3 separate regions of the Mus musculus genome follow, and regions 1 and 2 are each linked to region 3. Evidence: chromatin contacts called from public Micro-C and promoter capture Hi-C data. All regions are on one chromosome and are shown on one strand. The core of a region is the stretch at or near the end of the contact, and the rest is flanking DNA. Distances in the headings are between cores, read along the strand shown.

Region 1 (2,700 bases), core at 15-2,514, 86 kb after region 3:
AGCCTTTGGAATACTGCAACTTGATCTGTTCCTAAGAGCGCAGGAACATGTGAATCCCTGCTGTATCTAGAAAGGGCGTCCAAGGTAGGGTATCACAGGTACCTAGTTCTAGGTGATAACATTCCTGGGTTGTCAAACTTTTATAAAGACTCATAAACTGAGGGCTGGCCTGAGAAAATAACCAGATATACTAAATTAACAAGAGAAAAAGGTTTCTTACCAGAAAGCCACACAAGTTTGCCTCATTCCCAGAGCAAACTTCAAAGAGTTCCTTTTCCTCTCCCCATCACAGGTAACAGTCCCTTGGACAGCCCCCGGAATTTCTCTCCAAATGCTCCTGCTCACTTTTCCTTCGTTCCTGCCCGTAGGTAAGTTGCTTGAGAACCCCTCTGTGCTGTTTGTCTTGTCTTGTTTTGTTTTGTTTCTCTGTGTAGCCCTGGATGTCCAGGAACTCACTCTGTAGACAAGGCTGGTCTTGAACTCAGAGAACCGAGTGCTGAGATTAAAGGCATGTACCACTGACCCCTGACTGATATGTGTGCTTGGTAGATGTCTGTGTTCTTCTTTCAAGTCAGTACTCTTCCGTGTGGATTGGGTTGCCTTGGACTACCAGTAATCAAAATGCCTTCCTTTCTGTCCTCTCCTAGGTCTTGTTCAAGTTTTCCTTTCTGAGTGACTGTGCATTTGCAGCTGAACAGAAAGATAGTAGATTCATTTATTTTATAATCCTAAGCAAAACACAGTGGTACCCTAAGAATATATTCCACAGCATGATACTGTAACTGAGAATTATCGTTGGGTTAGAGAAGAGAAAGTGTTCCAGGAAGGATCCAGAGTAACACTCTTTACCTTGTATCCCAAGTACTTCCAAGAAGCTGAAAGGGCCTGACATGACTTTCTTCTCAGCTTTTGTTGGAGTTTTGTTTGTTTGTTTGTTTGTTTGTTTGTTTTTAAACAGGGTCTCATTATGTGGCCCTGGCTATGTAGACTATACAGGCTTCCCTATGTTAGTAGCTTTTTAATGTGTTTCTTGCAGTTTTCTGCTTCACCCAGCTAGCTCCCAAATTGAGACTGGACTATAATATTTACTTAACAAGCTTCTAAGTTCACAACAACTCCACATTAATCCTCTAAACTAATTTGGCTACCTCGCAGTCAAAATCCCAGTGATACTTTCATTAGTACTGATGTGGCTCTCTTGGCTCCAGGACTTTTCTCATGGTGTCTCCTGGACTCTCTTCCAGCTGTGATTTCCTACTTCCTCTCTCTCCTTCCTCCCTCCCTCCCTGGGCTGAGAGGAAGTCCAGCCCTATTCTCTCCACTGCTCAGTCATTGGCTGATCAGCTCTTTATTAACCAATCAGGAAATTAGGTAGCAATGTTTACACAACATTGAGACCAGAGATTCTCAGAATAAGGATTGCAACTAGATGTGGGGGCAAGGAAATCAGGATTTGAATGATACAAAGATAATCTTTACCCAGTGCACAGAAACATTATCCTTACAGCCCTATTCAGAGATTTTCCCTTGTCTCTGCCTCCCAAATGCTAGGAATATAAATCTCAGCTTTCAGCTGAGGGTCCCAAGTATGAGTTCAGAAAGACTGTAATATCTCATAATTCGCTGAGCTTCGAAGGGTTTAAGTCCCATTTCTCTCCTGTCTGAAAATGATAGTGTTGATTCTGGCCTCTCCTAGCAGGCCTGACAGTTCCACCCATGCCGAGAGCACATTAAGTGGCCTCTGGAGAAGTCCACCCTCACGGTGTCTTCAAACCTTTGCTAAGGCTCCCTACACACAGTGGCTTGTTTTCACAACTTCACAACTCTCTTAGCCATAGTTCAAGTTTGTGGGGCTCTTGTTTTAATTTGGGGGGGTCGTTTCCTTGTTTAGTTTTGAAGTAGAGTTTTCTTTAGTTCTAAATGGGAAAGCCAATTTAAAATAAATAGTAATAAGGCTCCAGCTTTGTAGCGGTCAGTGGCTAGCGAATATACTATATCTTGGAGTAAGAGCAGTTCTACTATTAAGACTACTTTCTTTGCTAGGTGATAGTGGTAAGACATGCCTTTAATCCTAGCACTTAGGAGGCAAAGGCAGATGGATCTCTTCAGTTTGAGGCCAGCTGGTCTACAGAGCCAGCTCCAGGACAGCCAGGGCTACACAGAAAAACCTGTGTAGGGGGGAAGTGAAGGTGTTGGTTGGGAGGACTACTTACTTACAAGGTATAGCAGGGGGCTGGGCTGTAGCTCTGTTGTAGGACTTGTCTAACATGCACAAAATACCACATAAATGAGGTATAATGACTCCCACCTGAAATCACAGTACTTTGGAGGTGTGAGCAAGAGGAAAAGAAGGTGAAAGTCATCCTCTGCTACATACTGAGTTTGAAGATAACCTGGGCTACATAGGATTCTGTCTCAAAACAATTAAGATAAAATAATAAAAAAAAAAAAAGTAATGCAGAAACAAAAGAGATTGCTGGAACAAGCACTTACTATTCCCTCTCATTTCAACTGAGAAAGAATGCACCCCACTCCTCCCTAGAGTGTGTGGCTGAGGGCAGGTGAGGAGGGCTCGGTGGCTAATGTTGGTACTTCTTCTCGCTCTGAAGAATCTCACATGGCTCATATAACTTCCATCTGGTTAACCAAGTATTCTGGTAGGATCATATTGTAAGTCTCTGCTGAACTGATAATTGTGGC
Region 2 (2,700 bases), core at 70-2,569, 85 kb before region 3:
AACTGTTGTAAGCTGATATTTTTAAAAAATTCAGTATATAGCATTCAGTCAAAATTATCAGTAAAAATGATCTGAAGGTGGGTGTGGTGGTGCAGAGGCAGGCAGATCTCTTAGCTCCAAGCCAGCCAAGACTGCATAGTAAGACCTTGTCATAATAATAATCTGATAATCATGACTATATAGACACTAATTTTGGGAGTTTTAAAGGAAGCCGCTAAAATTTACTTCAGCATGCACACAATGCATCTTACAAACAAGTGGCACATAAATACAATCTATTTCCCTCTATGTGGAAATTCGACCTATAGATGTTATTATACATGGCGTGGCTGTCAGACTTGTTGCTGCTCTGTATTCTCCCTGGCAGCAGATTCTGAACCCTCGCGGTGTGATTCTAGGCTACCTCCATTTCTCTCTTACTCAAGGTATTAAAGCACAGCCACAAGTCAAATGCCTCCTGTTACAACAAACAATTCACTTAATATTCACTTTGACAGTAGAGAGCCAGAATGTTTGTTGTCATCCTTCTCAGTAAATGTTGATGGCATTCCACTGCCAGTGGAGCACCTCATCCTAAACTGTGGCTTGGGAAATGCTTGTTCGTACAAACATGAAAAGTGAAGACCTGGGATTAGTGCATAGGGAGCTAAGAACTATGCTTCCATACAGTTTACTGGCTAACGATGGAGATAATCGGAGGGACTAAAGAGGACCTATGCTTTGATGGCCTGGATTTCCCGCTGAAGAGCATCTGAAAGTTAATTCAGTTAGAGGGCCAGAGCTCCAGCTGAGCATCAAAACAACTGAGACTCTTTGTGCTTGAGTTGGAGGCTGTAACTAGAACTCTGCCTAAACTGGTAGACACTAGAGGAAGAAAACCAACTCTGTGCTACTGACAGCGCGAGCCGGTAAGGAATTTCAGACTGGAGCCGGTAAGGAATTTCAGACTGGAGCCGGCAGAAGTCAGGGACAGGGTCCGGCCTTCGGTTTCCCCAGTGGGTGCTGGGAGAGCAGAGGCCAAGGCGCCGTGAGACTGGGAAGCTCCGGGACGCTAAAAACACACGGACGGTCAGAGCGCCTCCGGAGGCGACAGGACGAAAGCGGAGGAACGGTGCGTTCCAAAGCTCCAATCACTCGCTCTTCCCGGTCTGGAGAGCTGGACATGAGGAAGTTCCCAACCCTGTGAGAAACACAGACCGCACGCAGGCCTCGCTTACCCGCCGCGTCCCTTCCCGCCGGCGCCCTCCGGTGCTCTGCGCGCGCAGGCAGGCAGCGGAGGGGGCGGGGACAGTCTTTGGTGACAGGTGACTGCGAGTGCTGAAGGCGCAGCTTCGGCGCTGATGCGGGAACCTTCTACTGCGCGTGCTCCGCTTCTGGCCCCGCCTCCTCACAGCCACCGGCGTCGCTGGGTAAACCTGGGTAGCCGCTTGCTGGCCGCGGAGGCAGGTTCTTAAAAACCTCTCCCCTGCCTTGGGCTAGTGGACTTCCCTATTCCGCTCCATGCACATCTTCAATTCTTCAAGTGTCCCAGGCCAGGTACTGATCTCAGCGTCGAGGAAAATCACGTGCACCGTGCTTCTCTACCACCTTCCTTAGATCATTTCCTGAACCTCAATTTTGATACACTCCTGCCTACTTTGAAGTCAAGAATCAAAATGCCCACTTCTTTTTCAGTGTAGAGCATCATAATGTGTCCTGGTGCATTAGCAACGTCCAAACTTTTTTATAGTCTCCCCGCCCCACCCCAGGGTTTTCCGTGTAGGCCTAGCTGTCCTACAACTCACTCTGTAGACCAGGCTGGCCTCGAATTTAGAGATACACCTGCCGCTGCTTCCCAATTCTGGGATTAAAGGTGTGCACCACCATGCCCGACTGAGATTTTATTTTTTAAATGTGTGCCTCTAACCATAGGTTTGTATATGTAAAGGCTGTGCCCATGAAGGTCAGAAGATGGTGGTAGTTCCCCCTGATGCTGGAATTACAGGCTGGGAACAGCTCAGGTCCTCCTTGAGGGAAGTGGACTCTTTGCCAGGAGTTGTGGTGCACATCTATCATCCCAGCACTGGGAAGGCAGAGACAGGAGGATTTCTGTTGTGTACCTGGCCAGTCCAGTCTACTTAGTGAATTTCAGGATAGCTGGGGCTATGTAGAGAGACCCTTTCTCAAAAATAACAAGTAGTGTGCTCTCTTAGCCACATCATCTCTCCAACCCTCAAACTTTATGTTCCTGACCCATAGTGTACAAAAATATTTTACATCAAACACATACCATGTATTTGCATATTCAGATGTATAGCTAAGACAAAAATTTCACAAGACTATGCTTACATTTACTCCACATCTTCAATTTCTACTTTACATTTCATTATGAAAAGTGCAAAAAAAAATCTGCAAAAAGTGGCAGAAATTTAGAAAAGAGTAAAAGGAATTACTGGACCCCTGTCTGGTGCAAGGCTCAGCAATCACTGACCAATACTGGAAGGCTAGTTCCATGAAGATTTTCTATTGACTAAGCTATTTTATGGTGGAAGAAAAAAAAGAGAGATGGCTCAAACGATTAAGAGCACTGGCTGCTCTTCTAGAGGAACTGGGTTAGTTCTCAGCAACTACACGGCAGCTCACACCAGTTCCAGAGGATCACACAGCCTCACACAGACATACAAGCAGGCAAAACACCAATGCTCATAAAATAAGAATAAA
Region 3 (2,700 bases), core at 51-2,550:
TGGTCATTATGGTTCAGAGACTTGGACTGATTATCTTTCTCCCTTGATAGCTCGCCTAGAACTCCAAATACTATATGATAGCTAGTCCTCAGGATTGAGGTTGCTACTTTAGTTCCAATCTGATTCTTCCATGTCCTGTGGCCAATGTTTGTGGTGTCTTCAGCAGTAGGAGCTTACTTGCAAGTTCTGGGAAGCAACCAAGGGTAGAGATAGTAGCCTATAGTATTTTGGGGTCTCTTGGACTATTATGACCAACAATTCTTTGTTTGTTTGTTTGTTTGTTTTTTTGAGACAGGGTTTCTCTGTGTAGCCCTGGCTGTCCTAGAACTCACTCTGTAGACCAGGCTGGCCTGGAACTCAGAAATCTGCCTGACTCTGCCTCCCAGGTGCTGGGATTAAAGGTGTGCACCACCATCGCCCGGCTCTATGGCCAACAATTCTAAGGGAAGTTTTTCATGCCTGGCATTGGGTTTTTTGTTAGTTTATGGCTTTTGGGTTGGGGTGGGGCATATTATTACCCTGTCTGGTGTAAACTCATTTAAACACATTATTTTCTCTCTTAACTCCACCCCTTTTTGTGTGGGAGTGTACATACATATTTTTTTTTGTTTGTTTTTTTGTTTTTTTCAAGACAGGGTTTCTCTGGGCTGGAGAGATGGCTCAGCAGTTAAGAGCACTGACTGCTCTTCCAAAGGTCCTGAGTTCAACTCCCATCAACCACATAGTGGCTCACAGCCATCTGTAATGGGATCTGGTGCCCTCTTCTGGAGTGTCTGAAGACAGCTACAGTGTACTTAGATATAGTAAATGAACAAATAAATCTTAAAAAAAAAGAACCTATGTGTTGTTTAAAAAAAAAAAAAAAAAAAAAAGACAGGGTTTCTCTGTGTAGCCCTGGCTGTCCTGGAACTTACTCTGTAGACCAGGCTGGTCTCAAACTCAGAAATCTGTCTGCCTCTGCCTCCCAAGTGCTGGGATTAAAGGCGTGTGCCACCACAACCAGCTTTTTTTTTTTTTTTTTTAAATGCAAAAGCAAGAGGTTTATTTTCCAGTGTGTTGGGGTTGACCTTCAATTAGTCTCTCAAGGTGAGTTACTAAGAAGGTGACCCTGAATGGCTATTACAAGCAGTTTTTATACTTTTTAGGGGTACAGGTTATATCAGCAAGGTTATAATTCAAACTTATTGGCTAAGCATATTACCCTTTACATTAACAAGCATGACACACATTTGAACTCTACCAGGGACTTTCCAGAGGGTCATGTGACTGTCAGTCAGAACATTCTGAGAAATTTTTACTGAAGAATGATCCTGTGGGTGGAGAATGGAACTTGGCCTAGCCTTGACTCCAGGCAGGAGTGGGAAGCTGTAAGGAGGGTGTGGGGCTGGAAAAGCCCCGAGGGTCCCTCATTTCCCCCCCTTTCCTTGTACTAGCTCCAATTTTGGAGCTATGTATGCTCAGGGGTCTGGGGTAACTAACACATACTTTTCAGGTCCTGCCCTCAGGGTCTCATATTGTTGGTGCAGGACCATCAGCTATATTGCTCCTAGTCTCTCTTTGATGAAGGCTCTAAGCTTGTTCAATATGCAGGGTCTCAAGGTCAACAACTGCAGGAGAACAATTAGGGGTCCTAACACGGTGGATATGAGAGTGGTTAACCCAGGAGAGGAGTTAAACGAATTAAACCAAGACTCGGAATAACCCTGACTGTTCTTTCTCTCTTCTGCTTGTCTAGCTCTTCCCTCACCTTGGCCATTGAATCTTTAACTACCCCTGGAATGGTCTTCAGTATGTGCTTCCTGATGTTTTACACCCCTGGTAGCACAGAAAAAGTGGTTGGCCCCCAACACTGATGGGCCAGCTGCTGGCTTTTTCCATTTTTGGGGGACACATACATGGGAGTTTCTCTCAGGACACTCTTCAGCACCCTAAGCCACACCCTCTAAGGCTGCTTCTGGGACACGGTTTATATTCATAAGTCCCTCGTCCTCCATATTTGGGAAATCCCTCCTATGTGTCTCCCGGGCAGGGACACCCCAGTAGTCAAGGCCCATCAATAAATCACAGATATCAAAGGCAAGGTCTGGCCACCAGATACAATGTAGGTGTTCCTCTGTAGTGGACCAAGCCACATCCCCAGTGACTGAGAGCACCTGCCAAGTCACCCTAGTAGGGTTGTGGGGGCTGCCAAGGCTCAGCGTTGGAAGATAAACCATAGCCATCTCATTGTTTCGCTGGCCTTGCAGAAGGGGTTGCTTGGGTGTCTGGCTGCTGTCCAGTTGGCATCAGGCACAGGTGCTGGTCTGACATGAACCCAGGCAGTTACTCCATCCACTTTATCAGAAGTCGAGGTGGTCAACAACACCAGGAATGGCCCTCTCCACTTTGCTTCCAAGATTTCAGCACAATGACTTTTAACATATACCCAGTCTCCAACTTGGTACTTGTGTGGAATGTCTGGGGTACCTGTGTTATATATAGGGCACTAAGTTTAGGCCATAATTCCTGGTGGCTGATCTGGAAAGTTTACAGTCGAGCCATAAAACCCCTGTCAGCCTGAAAAGTCACTCTGGGGGTTGTCAAGAGCCAGGATCAAGGCAGTGGGGATCCCCTACAGGATGTCAAAAGGGGTCAGGTTAAAATGGTAGGGGGTGTTCTGGGCTTAGAACAGGGCCAGGGGAAGGAGCACCACCCAGTCAG

Evidence for each region. Promoter capture Hi-C pulls out the DNA fragments that hold promoters and counts their contacts. A called contact is a pair of places that touch in the nucleus more often than the background predicts.
Region 1: a Micro-C map of trophoblast stem cells shows a contact between it and region 3, with 2.0 times the contacts expected there. The contact joins two enhancer-like sites. A contact is called at or near these places in 2 of 15 datasets of contacts at CTCF or cohesin (the G1E-ER4 cell line and pro-B cells), 27 of 484 Hi-C or Micro-C datasets (the AML12 cell line, B cells, DN3 thymocytes and 13 more), 3 of 115 datasets of contacts at active chromatin or transcription factors (cardiomyocytes and embryonic stem cells) and 4 of 9 other capture datasets (adipose tissue, embryonic stem cells, liver and 1 more).
Region 2: a contact with region 3 is called in a promoter capture Hi-C map of macrophages, with 6 read pairs. The contact joins the promoter of Ipp here to the enhancer-like site in region 3. A contact is called at or near these places in 1 of 39 promoter capture datasets (macrophages), 1 of 15 datasets of contacts at CTCF or cohesin (large pre-B cells), 2 of 484 Hi-C or Micro-C datasets (the HPC-5 cell line and nephron progenitors), 1 of 115 datasets of contacts at active chromatin or transcription factors (the SCID.adh cell line) and 2 of 9 other capture datasets (adipose tissue and pancreatic islet).

The regions. Positions count from the first base shown.
Region 1 is chr4:116,335,090-116,337,789 of GRCm38.p6, reverse strand. Mast2 (microtubule associated serine/threonine kinase 2) reads left to right here. Exons shown (of 30, transcript NM_001369061.1): 6 at 293-368. Among named protein-coding and RNA genes, the nearest start is that of Pik3r3, 110 kb to the right of the region's middle. Within about 2 kb of position 1,264, at least 8 of the 459 cell types and tissues checked have an H3K27ac peak or open chromatin away from gene starts, as enhancers often do. A contact at or near this core is called in trophoblast stem cells, where this site is marked.
Region 2 is chr4:116,506,168-116,508,867 of GRCm38.p6, reverse strand. It overlaps Ipp (IAP promoted placental gene), which reads right to left and starts at 1,319. Exons shown (of 9, transcript NM_008389.3): 1 at 1,218-1,319.
Region 3 is chr4:116,420,946-116,423,645 of GRCm38.p6, reverse strand. The region is part of intron 3 of Mast2 (microtubule associated serine/threonine kinase 2); the gene reads left to right. Among named protein-coding and RNA genes, the nearest start is that of Mast2, 42 kb to the left of the region's middle. Within about 2 kb of position 1,300, at least 33 of the 459 cell types and tissues checked have an H3K27ac peak or open chromatin away from gene starts, as enhancers often do. A contact at or near this core is called in macrophages and trophoblast stem cells, where this site is marked.